3 separate regions of the Mus musculus genome follow, and regions 1 and 2 are each linked to region 3. A link is a contact called in public Hi-C and HiChIP or PLAC-seq data. All regions are on one chromosome and are shown on one strand. The core of a region is the stretch at or near the end of the contact, and the rest is flanking DNA. Distances in the headings are between cores, read along the strand shown. Region 1 has its middle 12 kb from the start of Gm36772. Region 2 has its middle 24 kb from the start of Tns3. Region 3 overlaps Tns3 (tensin 3).

Region 1 (3,576 bases), core at 42-2,541, 250 kb before region 3:
ATATGTACCACCGTGCGTGGCTCTAAATATCAATCTTTAAACTTTAAAGCCTAGGGCCTTGCTGCCAAGATACCCAGAACTGTAGTAGAAGTTTTGTTTGTACTACAATTAAGCTTTTTAAAGAGGACAAAGTTGCCTGCTATACATGGGTTCAAAATTCAAAAGCTTTTTCTGTAAAGCTTTGAATCCACCCCTAACTTAGAGAATTAAAATGCTTCTAGCTTATAAATAGTTTGATTCCTTTCTAAGCTATGGCCACATTAAACAGAGACTTGTGAGACCTTCATTTGAGCAGTCATTTTTTACTTAAAAAATATTTTTAAAACATAAGCACATCTGGATCTTTTCATTGTGAGCAGTTCCTTTTTAAAATTGCCTTTTAAATGTCTTTATTTCCCAAGAAGGGAATTGGATCTCTTTGCTGACTTTAACATTTGGAGAGAAGATGTTGAGTTAGCAATTCTCAGTGTATCCAGATATTTATTTTGTGACTGTAGTTCTCTTTACTGACCCCTTCAGTCCCTTGGCATCTAGCAGGCTTGTGTGTGTTCACGAATGTTCAGGTGTGTGGAGTTCTATACGTGTGGTGGGGGATGGAGGGAGAGTGTGAAGAGGGGTGGAGATAGGGGAGTCTGAGAGCAGTACAGAGAGTAGTGGATGGAGAGAAAGTTGGTTAATAATCTTCCCTGACTCCTGCATTCTTCCTTCAGAGCTATTCTGCTCAATCAACGTGCCTGATTTTGATATGGTAATAGAAAGTTCTTCAGGTTTTTAGTTGTATTTCTTCACCAGTGTTCAATTTGTGTATGCTGTTTCATTCTTTCTGCACAAAAGCCCTCCCTACTTTCTGTGTGAATCCAAGATTTCTGCATCCTGTGAGCTAACTCTCCAGGTATTCTGGGTGTGGCTCAGGTGGGCATCTAAGACTCAAATGAGAGAACCTTCATCTTCTTAGCCCCACAGTCAAGTTGATGCTTCTCTGGTCTTCACCCCATAAAAAATCCTTCCTGTTAACATTTAGTTTGAAAGAGGTAGCTAATATTTTTAAATCAGTAGGTCATATACCAGGGTTCTAGCTTTTTAAATTTCTTTTCTTTCTTTCTGCAGCTCAGTTGTTGAATAAGACATAATCGGTCTCAACTCCCTGGTCTGAAGCAAGAACACAACTTCTAAGAAATCTTTGGCCAGATTCTCTTATCTATAACGAGAGATTCTGCAGAATCTGTGGTGGGGACACACTTCCACCTGACCATACCCAATGCCACCTCACCCCACTGCATAGTTCCTGTTATGGAAAATTATAATGGATCTACTTCCTTATTCTGTCTGCCAAGTGTAATCAAGAAGTCTAACCACTTTAGATAAAACATAATAAGAACCTATAGTTAAAAGAAGATCAATTGGCCAGCGTAAGGTCCTGGGTCACTAGGGTGAATTCCTTGGAATTTCTTCTTGCCTACTACTACATGACAGACAGGGGAGTGGATAAGGCCCTCGGCACAGAAAAAAAATAAATAAATAAAGATAAAAAATGACCCAAAGGAGCTACTCTCTGTAGATAAAGTACTGCTGACAAGGCAGATTAACAAGAAAGAAAACAGACTTTAAACTAATTGTCATACAAATATTTCATTAAGCAATTGTCTAATGTACTCAAGAGAAATGGGGAAAAAACACACACACACAAAACAGAAAGCCACTGAAGAAAGTAAACGACCTAAAAGAGCCAAACAGAAGGTTTCAAACTGAAAATCTTACAGGTGAGTTTCCCTATCCATGTTGTCAGGGCAACTGGTGTTGTCATTTTGTGTGTCATTGTGGTATTGTCTTGTTTAGGCAATCATATTGAGTCCCAGAGAAGGTGGAAGAAAGAATCCATGAACTTACCTCCTCCCTCAGAAACAACTCTCACAGTATCCGAAGGTTCTGTGCCCATTGCCAAGGGAAACAACCAATCAATGATCCCACAGCTATAAAGAATGGCTGGCCAGGCAAGATGTCCTCAGAGGTGCAACAGTAGCACTTTTATCTCAGGGGTAACCAACAGCTGTCTAATTGGACTTAAGGCTCACTCAATAGACTAGAATTCATTCTTGCTACTACAATCCTAACAACCAACTATGGCTAGAGAGGTCCCAGACCCTAAAAGAGAATTGTTATTTTCCTAAACCAATATAACTTAATACTTATCTTAATACTCCCAAATAACTTCTTACCCCTGACTTTTTTTAAAGCCCCCCCCCCTTTTGCAAGAGATGGAGACTATTAACTATTACAGATAACAACATATCGACAAAATGCAGAGAGAAAGTGAGCACTCAGACCCAACTGTTATATTCTCACACAAACCCTACACTTAAGGCTCACAGAACATTACAGAAGAGGGAGGGAGGAAGGAAGGAAGATTGTAAGAGCCAAAGGATCAGGAGTGCTAGATACGACAGTGAAGCTGCATACATGAAAACTCATCAATATGATCGCCTAAACAAGACAATACCACAATGACACACACACTGACAACACCAGTTGCCCTGCCAACATGGATAGGGAAATTTCACAAGGCCCTAGTGCTAAACAAAGAGCTGTCGTCCACCAGTGGCTGCTGGGGGAGGAAGAATCCGTTTTCTCCATGAGTGAGCTCCATTATAGGTTACCCAGTCCTAAGCGATCAACCCTAAACACATGTGTGGTCCTAAAAGAAAAAGAAATGAATACATACGTGACCTATATTACATCTCTATTAACAATGATATTCTGTGTAATCAAATGAAAATATCAAAATATTTTTTATAAAATAACAAAGATCTATCAAAAACATAGTAGGATCAAAGAGACAGACTCAACACGGATGCTCATATCCCTGCATGGGATATTCAGCAGTAATGGCTACTGAATGCATGAAGTCAGTTCTCACCACTGCCCCATGTGCCCCATATCTCCCATGAGGATGTCACAGAGAACATCAGCAGTCTTTTTCTAGTTACACTGTGAATGATGAATCTTATTTCAGTCTATCACTTGAAAAGGAAAATAGAGGCTGTGAGGAACTGTGTCCTGCTTACATCCTTCTTCATTGTACCCAGCACAAAATACTCCTGGGAGAGCATCAAAAGGTAGGGAACCTAGAATTCCAAAACAATGGTTCATTAGCATCAAAAGAAAACCCTTAACCAATGTGTAACGAAGTCTAAATGCATAGCATAATAAATGCATAGCATAATAAAACAGAGATGCTAGAAGGAAAAAGAAACAAAGACTTTTAAAGCAGTCGTTACATGAATGTTAATAAGGAGTGATTGAAAACACACTAGGAAGAAAAATGAAAATAGAAGACACAAAACATGGGCCAAAAGGAAATTTTAGAACTGAAAGGTAGGGTAGCTAAAATGTAGGATTGCTCGTGGATGTTCAGGGGAAAAGTGGAAAGGAAAGAATTTATGAATGTGAAGACAGAGGCACAAGGGTTACCCACCCAGACAGAAAATGTGAAGACAGAGGCACAAGGGTTACCCACCCAGACAGAAAAGCAGCTTCAGCAGCCTAAGAATCTTGTAAGAGTGCAACCAAAGAGCTAGC
Region 2 (3,964 bases), core at 709-3,208, 150 kb before region 3:
TGTCTGGATGGAGACTGGGTCCCTGTTCTGTTCCTCCACTCTGTTCCCCTCCTTTCTTCCCAGATTTCCTGTTTAAATGAGTCCACTCACTGGGCTCTTCCCAGTCCTCCCCAGATGCTGCGCATGTTCCTTGGATAAGCTGATTAGGTGCCCACAGACCACCCTTCCCAGCAGCAGTTGCTCCCCCTCCATGCTCAGCTGCTAAGCTGGAATCCTTTCTGGGCAGGCTCCAGTAAGGCTTGCCCTTCACCTCTTCTACATCGAGCATTCTCATTCACTATTTTAATGCCAGTCCCCTCTGGCCACACCATATCTTACTCTCTGATCCCACGATCTTCTCTGAGTAAGCCTGAAAGACAAGAAACTTCAGAGTTGATGGTAGCTGTAACAAGAATGTTAATATTGGTTCTGGATGGAGCGGCTGTGATGGCCCAGGACTGGTACAAGCTTTTCACATTCCTTGGGGAGATGGCAGTATTGTCTGCCTCGCGTTGGGGGAGGGGGGTGGACCTCTAAGACGGAGAGATGAAATTCCAATTTCGCACAGTGACAGTTAGACAGTGAAGCTCCAGGCATGTCTCTAACATCAAGCCTTATGCATTTGTCCTGGCTAATTTTTATGTCAATTTGACACAAACTGAAAAGCAGGAGCCTTAACTTAGAAAATGCCTCCATATCAGGCTATAGGGCATTTTCTTTTTTTTTTTTTTTGGTTTTTTGAGACAGGGTTTCTCTGTATAGCCCTGGCTGTCCTGGAACTCACTTTGTAGACCAGGCTGGCCTCGAACTCAGAAATCTGCCTGCCTCTGCCTCCCAAGTGCTGGGACTAAAGGCATGTGCCACCACTGCCCGGCGGGCATTTTCTTAATTAGTGAAAGGAATGGTGATGCTAGTGATAGATGGGAAAGGCCCCCAGCCCATGAGTGTGGAAACACCCCTGAGCTGGTGGTCCCAGGTTCTGTAAAAAAGCAGCTTTCAAGCAGTCTCTTCCATGGCCTCTGCATCAACTCCTGCCTCCAGGTTCCCTCCAAGTTTAAGTTCCTGCCTCGGCTTCCCTCAATGGTCTATGATTCAGGATGTGTAAGCCAAAAAATTACTTTCCTCCCCAAGTGGCTTTTGACCAGAGTGTCTCATCACAGCAATGGTGACCCTGACTGAGATAGCACTGACCCAAAATTAGAGGAGAAAGACATTGATGGATATCTTACTCTTCCCCTTCCTGCCTTTGCCCCTCCCCCTCTTCCTTTTTGTGGGTTGTTGATGTTCCTTAAAAAAACAGAAAGAGACGTTAAGGCTGTTACAAACACAAGAAACAGCAGGCTCCTTTTTACTTTCTGGAGGAGGCAGAGCCTGGGGGTGGACAGTCTGAAGGTTTGAGGCTGTGGTTGAAGGAGGCAGAGCCTGGGGCGGGACAGTCTGAAGGTTAGAGGCTGCGGTGGGACCACGATTTTGTTTAGCGGCTGTGTGGATTCCCAAGTACGTCCACCCATTCGATTCTTCCCTCACAGAATTGGAGAACAGCCTTATATGTTTAAACGTGGCTTTGTGGCACACGTGTGTAATCCAAACACCAGGAGGCTGAGGCAGGAGGATCACCTCCAGCTACAGGCTGACCTGGAGCATTTGACAGCCTCCTGCTCTGGAGCCAGGCAGACCTAGCTTCAGCGTCCCTGTAGCCACTGTGCCCCGAACCTTTTCTAACCACTCCTCTGTGTTCTCAGCTATGAAGTGAGCAAATAGGCCAAGCCCTAAAAGTTTCTGGTGACAATCCCCGACCAGGTCCAGTGCAAACCAAGCCTTTGGCAGTGAGCTTGCCTCCTTATGGCTGAGACGCTGTCTGGAAGGGTGAAGATGTGTAGGGTAACAAGTATTTTTAGCAGAGACCCCTGACTCACGCAGCAGGGATTTTCACATGACCCCGAAATGGGAACCTGCTCGGTTTCTCTATCACTTTCTATGGCGCTGAGCATGGTTTTGGTTCCCTCCTTCAACCTCCCACTTCCCTCAGAAGCTTCTCACCCACACCTTGCCCCACTCCATCGGCTTCTTAAAACCACCATGTCCTTTAGACTTTTCTGTGGCTGCCCATTGCCCAGGCACGAAGCACCCTTCCTAACCCAACAACCTCTCTGCAGCCCACCACTACTGACACACCCGGACAGTCCTCTTCTGGTTCTCTGCCCAACCCAAGGAGCTAGCAGCAGACATGGAGGCTCCCCTAGTCCTTAGTCCTGTAGGATTCCAGTCTGCACTGCCCCAGGCCCCATCCCAGTATGCACTCCATGCAGTCCTCGTGGGGCATCAATCGCCTTGAACTGTTTATTCACCCTTCCAATGAGTTCACCTTCCCCGAAGGTCAGCAACTGGGTTCACACAGGAATGCAGTAACTTGTTCTGCAAGACCAGAGTTGTTCAAAGCGTTGCAACTGTACTCAGTGACTAGGCTAGACTAGATCCTCAGGTTCTGCCTCTGCTCACATCGATACCTTTCAGGATCCCCTTTTCCAAGGGTCACCCCAAATTTCTTAGTCTCCTGGGTATTAATGTAAGAGGGCAGTGTCTGTAAAAAGCAAGTTTGGGGTTTACCTGGCCCTGTGTGTCTGTCTGAGAGTGCTCATGGAGACTAGCACAGCACCATATGACCACTATATAGCCTGCCTCCTGTGGATGGGAATGCAGATGGAGTCTGGCTGTCTAGTCCTGGCTCATGTCTTCTCTGGAGGCTGCCTGCAGGGGCTGCATCACAGGAAGGCTCCTCCAGCACTGGAGTTCTGACTTCAGGTTCACTCACAGGCTTTTGACTAAAGACCTCAGTTTCTTCCCACATAGGCTACTCCAGGAAGCTAACCCTTGATGTACTGTATAGGTGTTGTTCCCCAATGTCAGCCATGTAGGCCTAGAGCCACCAATCCTTCTTTGGACCCAGTCTCCAAAGCCACACACCACTACCCCTGCCAGGCAGTGTTCTTCATCAATGAATCCAGCCCAAACTCAATTGACAGGACAGTAAATTAAGGCCCACCTTTGAAGGAAGGTGCAACAATGGAGGTATAAGTCAGCGTTGAATTCTACTGTAGCTTATTCTTCCAGAGAATGTGCGCTGAGTAAACGGGGACCTCACGCCTTGAGTATTTCTTAGAGTTCGAAGATATACTCTCTTTTCACATTCAAGCCATTCAGAAGCCAGGCACATCCCCAGATGGCATCCAAGTTTGATTAAGGTGCCATATTATGTAAGGTCCATGCCCAGCACCAGTGTACTGAACCCCACACAACAATACTGAGGAGGGCATTAAGAAGGACCCCTTAAATGTGAGGACCCTGAGTGTTTGTTGGAGTCACGGGATTTCTAGTCTGTGTCTAGCACCCTGACCAGGACAGACCCAGATAACACTTTAATGGTTGTCAGTTTTAGCACTCAACTCAGAAGGTGAAAATAAGGTGTACTTTGAAAGCTTCAACTCACCATTTCTACGAAGACTGACTTTTCAATGTGCTTTCTGTATTTCTTTGATATCCAATCATGGTATCATGGTCTGTCAGCTCTTAGAGTACTTTCAGAGATTCAAACATCAATTCCAAACTTAATGAACTCTCCCTTCCGGCAGGATAGAGCCCTGGAGCCCTAGGGAAGGTGGTGGGATGGGTGATCTTGGGTGGGATGGGTGATCTTGGGTGGGATGGGTGATCTTGGGTGGGATGGGTGATCTTGGTAACCTACACAAGGCTGAATCACCTGGAACCCAGTAAGACACATTTCGGGGTGTCCCTGTGAGGGGGTCTCCAGGGATGATTAGCATACGGGTGAGTGAACTGGGTGGGGAAGACCATCCCTGGGTGGCCCTATCACAAGGGGCTGGGACCTGGATGGGAAGGAAAGGCAATGTGGGAGCTCATGCAGGCACGCACGCACGCACGCACGCATGCACACCCTCAGCTCACCTTGAGCAAGTGCTATTATTTC
Region 3 (3,821 bases), core at 355-2,854:
TGGCAACATTCCTAAGACCTGCACAGAAGCTGAGGTGCAAACAAGATGCAACTCCCACAAATGCAAGGACTCAGCAGGCAGGTGTGGCCGCCAGGGCTCACTACTTATAGAAGGGATAGCTTCTAGTGATACTGGGAAGTGTGAAGGAGAAAGAGGGAAAACATCTCATTTTAAAGTGCTTCCAGCTCAGCAGGGTTCAAGTTTGCATTCCAGTTCACTGCTCTGCCCTTGAGATTAGGGCTGCCTTCTTTCTGCCTCTTTTCTTGCCAGCTTGCCTGGTGCCTGCATTAGAAGACACAAACCAAATAATTATTGAGTGGTCTAGCAACTGGGATAAATAAACCTCAGGAAACATGGGAGAGACCAGGAGAAGGTGACGATTGCATTCATGGGCTGTGCATCCCACTGTTTTCTGAATGCCTGTGGGCAGGGCTGCTGTTCTGCAGGTTATGTTAGGACCAAAGTGCAGAAATTATTTCAAAGTAAAGATCACAGTTAAGTCTATTGAGGATGAGGGAGAAATTTAGGACTTGTGGCTGTCTCAACATTTTAAGCAACCATGGAAAAAGAAGGCATCACCAGGACCTTCCAAAGAGGACTGGATCTAGAGCCTACCTATAACCTGCAGATGCTCAAGGCCCTTACATAAAATGGCCTGGAATTTGTGTAGAGCTGATGTGTATTCTTTTGTGTTGTGTACCCTGTGCGTTTTCAAATTTTTATTAGTGTATAAAATAATAGATTTCATTATAACATTTGATAGATGTGTATTATGCATTATTCTTATATTTATACCTCTTATCCTCTTCCCACTGGTCCTCTTTCTTCCCCCAGACAGTTGTGTGTGTGTACACATACGTGAAATCTAGGTTCACATATGAGAGAAGACATATTACCATGATGGTCTTCAGTTCATCCACTTTCCTTTCTTCTTTGCAGCTGACTGTCCATCCACTCTAAACCTTCTAGGTTCCATATAACACTGAACACAGCGTATACGGAATGCCTAGCTGTTACACTGAACACTGAGCGCCTAGCTGTTACACTGCCCCAGTTGTACTGCATAGGGAATCATTAGGGACACATGGGGTAGCAACCCCAGATAGAACCTGCACGTCTCAGGTAAAGATCGGGGTTCTTATCCTCCAGGACATAAGAATAAGGACAGTCCCCCAAACCACACCCTCTGCCGTGCAGTGGTCAAGATGTGTCTTGACAAGTGGTATTCTTGAGGGAAAGCAGGGTCAGCCTGTGCCCTGAAATCCTGGAGCTCCCTCCCCTTTCCCACTATTTTCTGAGCATATAATCTTCAGTCACGACTTGGGTGCAGCTTTCTGATCCCCCACCTCTCAGTACCACCCACTTACCTAGTTCTTTCCATCTTCAAGGTAGCTCAAACAATTAATGGAGGTCAGAGGTCAACCTTGGGTGTCATTCCTCAGGTGCCATCCACCTTGGTTATTTGGAGAAGGACCTCTCACTGACCTGCAGCCTAAGTATAGAGTCCCAGGGATCCCCCTGTCTCTGTCTCCCTATCTCAGGGACTACTCATGCATGAGGCCTGAACCCACAGAAAAGCCATTCATGGTAGCCTGAACCATGTCCATCTCTCAGGCCACAGGGCATATTCTCTAGTTGTATATAGTTCTAATCTCCTTTATCCTAAATGCCTCTAACCTGTGTGAGTGTGAGTGTGAGTGTGTGTGTGTGTGTGTGTGTGTGTGTGTGTGTGTGTGTGTGTGTGTGTGTGTGTGTGTGTGTTTGTGTGTGTATACCTGGTTGAAACCTTGGACTTAGAACCTGTGTAGACGTTCTTACTGTGGGTTCTCTTTGCGTGGGTCCACTGTGAGCTGAGCACCCCCTAGTGGGCGGCTGGGAAGATGACAGTCATTAAGAGTAAGTTTCAATGAGGAAGACTGAGACCTGGTCCTTGAGTGACTCTGTCACAGCTTCCTCATGAGCAAGCTTGTGTAGAAGCACACTTCTGCTGTTACTAGCTGTTGCTGTACAATGGAAGGCGTACTGCTTTTTCTTTTTGTTTTTATTTTATTTAGTTATTTATTTTTTAGGGAGGGTCTTGTGTAGCCTGAGATAATCTTAAACCTGTGATTTTTCTGCCTCTGTTTCTGTAGTGCTGGGATCACAGGTATGTTACCATGCCTGGGAGTGGGGACAGGGGACACCAAACCAAAAAACACTTGGGATAGCAATCCCAGAGAGTCAACCGACATCATGAAAGCCTCCCACCTGTAGTATTGTTAGGAGCTGGTGGCCTCTGGGCAGGGAGAAGTCTCAGATCCCTGAAGAGTGTCTCATAAAGAGAGTGGGAGTCAGTTGGGCGGTGGTGGTGCACAACTTTAATCCCAGCACTTGGGAGGCAGAGGCAGAGGCAGGCGGATTTCTGAGTTCGAGGCCAGCCTGGTCTACAGAGTGAGTTTCAGGACAGCCAGGGCTACACAGAGAAACCCTGTCTCAACCCCCCCCCCCAAAAAAAAAGAAAACCAAAACAAAACAGAGAGTGGGAGTCACAAATCTTCAGGTTGCAGAGCCACATAGGATTTGCCATGTCTGAGGAAATGTTGGATGTGCATCGGAGAAGGAAGTGACCATTACCAACACAGAGCCCTTGAACTTCCAAGTCCCTCTGTGTGAAGGTCTGTCTTATTTGAGGGAGTCATGGAAGAGCCACCCACAGCAGGTCTGGATTACCACAGAGTCCCTTCACAGGAAAGATAAGGACATACATTTCCTAGTGTCCAGGATTGCCCAGAGCTGGGAAGAGGGCAGAGCTATCTTAAGTAGGGTCTTCGGTATTCTACCCAGGCCTTGTGTGTAAGTCCATTACCTTTGCTCAAGGCCACCCACCCAAGGGGACTGATGAGCTCTGCTGTGTACAGAGCGCAGCTGACGGGTCACAAGCTGGTTCTCCCATCCTGCACTTCTCTATAGGAGGCTCGGAACCTTTGCAGTCAGAGTAAACTCCTGGGGCTGGACACCCATGGCCTGCTTACCTGAGTTTCTGGGGAAGGACACCAGGCTTCTGTCACTTGGGAAGTTTTGCCTTCATTGTAACAATGTAGCAATGTGCCACTGGAACTGTGGGATGCTGTCACCACCTGTCTGTCACTGTGGGTTTTCCCTACAGTGAAGGGAATGCTTGTGGATTATATTAAAGCTTTCCATAAGGGTGTTTCTAAGTTGGGAAAGCACTAAAAGTTTTCTGTTTGGTTTATTTTGCCTCCAACTCAGCTGTTTAACCATGATCTCGGTCTGCATTCCAGTGGGCATTTGAAGTGTTTTTGTTCTAAGGTAGAGCCCATGACTGACTGTGTTCATCCAGGGGCTTGGTGAATGTCACTTCCTGCTTCCTGCTCGCTGCATGGACCATTAGTTTGATAGCAGGTCATTTCTTCCTTCTTGCAATGAGTGTAGTACTTTGTTGGAGAAAGGCAAGAAAGCAGACAGATCCCAAGAGACATCTTGAAGGCTCTGGTGAGGATTGGGCCTTAGGGCATTGGCTACCTCAGGGCTTCCATGGGAGCAGGATACAGTTATGCCAGGGAGGGCAGAGGAAGGAATGCTGGAGGCCAGGGGACCATCAGGCCGTGGCAAGGGTACAGCTCATACTCCGGTCATTGCTTTATGAGGGACCTTTGATCATACACAGCGTAGAAACCTCACTCTTGACTGACATGTATGTGGAGGGCTGTGACAGTCAGCTTGGACAATTGAAGTCAGTGCCAGAGTCCATATGGCAAAATTCACATCTTCAGTATATATGAGTGGCCATGGGTGAACCTCAGCTGAGATGAGAGTGCTTT

What was found. Hi-C and Micro-C count contacts between places; a contact is called where the count stands out from the background. HiChIP or PLAC-seq counts read pairs in DNA pulled down with a chosen protein or histone mark.
Region 1: a contact with region 3 is called in a Hi-C map of bone marrow-derived macrophages, with 26 read pairs. The contact joins two enhancer-like sites. A contact is called at or near these places in 1 of 15 datasets of contacts at CTCF or cohesin (large pre-B cells), 15 of 484 Hi-C or Micro-C datasets (B cells, the C2C12 cell line, the G1E-ER4 cell line and 7 more), 4 of 115 datasets of contacts at active chromatin or transcription factors (VIP interneurons, embryonic fibroblasts and embryonic stem cells) and 3 of 9 other capture datasets (adipose tissue, liver and pancreatic islet).
Region 2: an H3K4me3 HiChIP or PLAC-seq map of bone marrow-derived macrophages shows a contact between it and region 3, with 3 times the contacts expected there. The contact joins two enhancer-like sites. A contact is called at or near these places in 1 of 15 datasets of contacts at CTCF or cohesin (the NIH/3T3 cell line), 6 of 484 Hi-C or Micro-C datasets (adipose-derived mesenchymal stem cells, cardiomyocytes and uterus), 4 of 115 datasets of contacts at active chromatin or transcription factors (bone marrow-derived macrophages, embryonic stem cells, pancreatic cancer cells and 1 more) and 3 of 9 other capture datasets (adipose tissue, embryonic stem cells and liver).

What each region holds. Positions count from the first base shown.
Region 1 is chr11:8,785,511-8,789,086 of GRCm38.p6, reverse strand. No RefSeq gene overlaps it. Among named protein-coding and RNA genes, the nearest start is that of Gm36772, 12 kb to the left of the region's middle. Within about 2 kb of position 1,291, at least 8 of the 459 cell types and tissues checked have an H3K27ac peak or open chromatin away from gene starts, as enhancers often do. A contact at or near this core is called in bone marrow-derived macrophages, where this site is marked.
Region 2 is chr11:8,687,050-8,691,013 of GRCm38.p6, reverse strand. No RefSeq gene overlaps it. Among named protein-coding and RNA genes, the nearest start is that of Tns3, 24 kb to the right of the region's middle. Within about 2 kb of position 1,958, at least 83 of the 459 cell types and tissues checked have an H3K27ac peak or open chromatin away from gene starts, as enhancers often do. A contact at or near this core is called in bone marrow-derived macrophages, where this site is marked.
Region 3 is chr11:8,533,129-8,536,949 of GRCm38.p6, reverse strand. All of the region lies in intron 10 of Tns3 (tensin 3), which reads left to right. Among named protein-coding and RNA genes, the nearest start is that of Tns3, 130 kb to the left of the region's middle. Within about 2 kb of position 1,604, at least 7 of the 459 cell types and tissues checked have an H3K27ac peak or open chromatin away from gene starts, as enhancers often do. A contact at or near this core is called in bone marrow-derived macrophages, where this site is marked.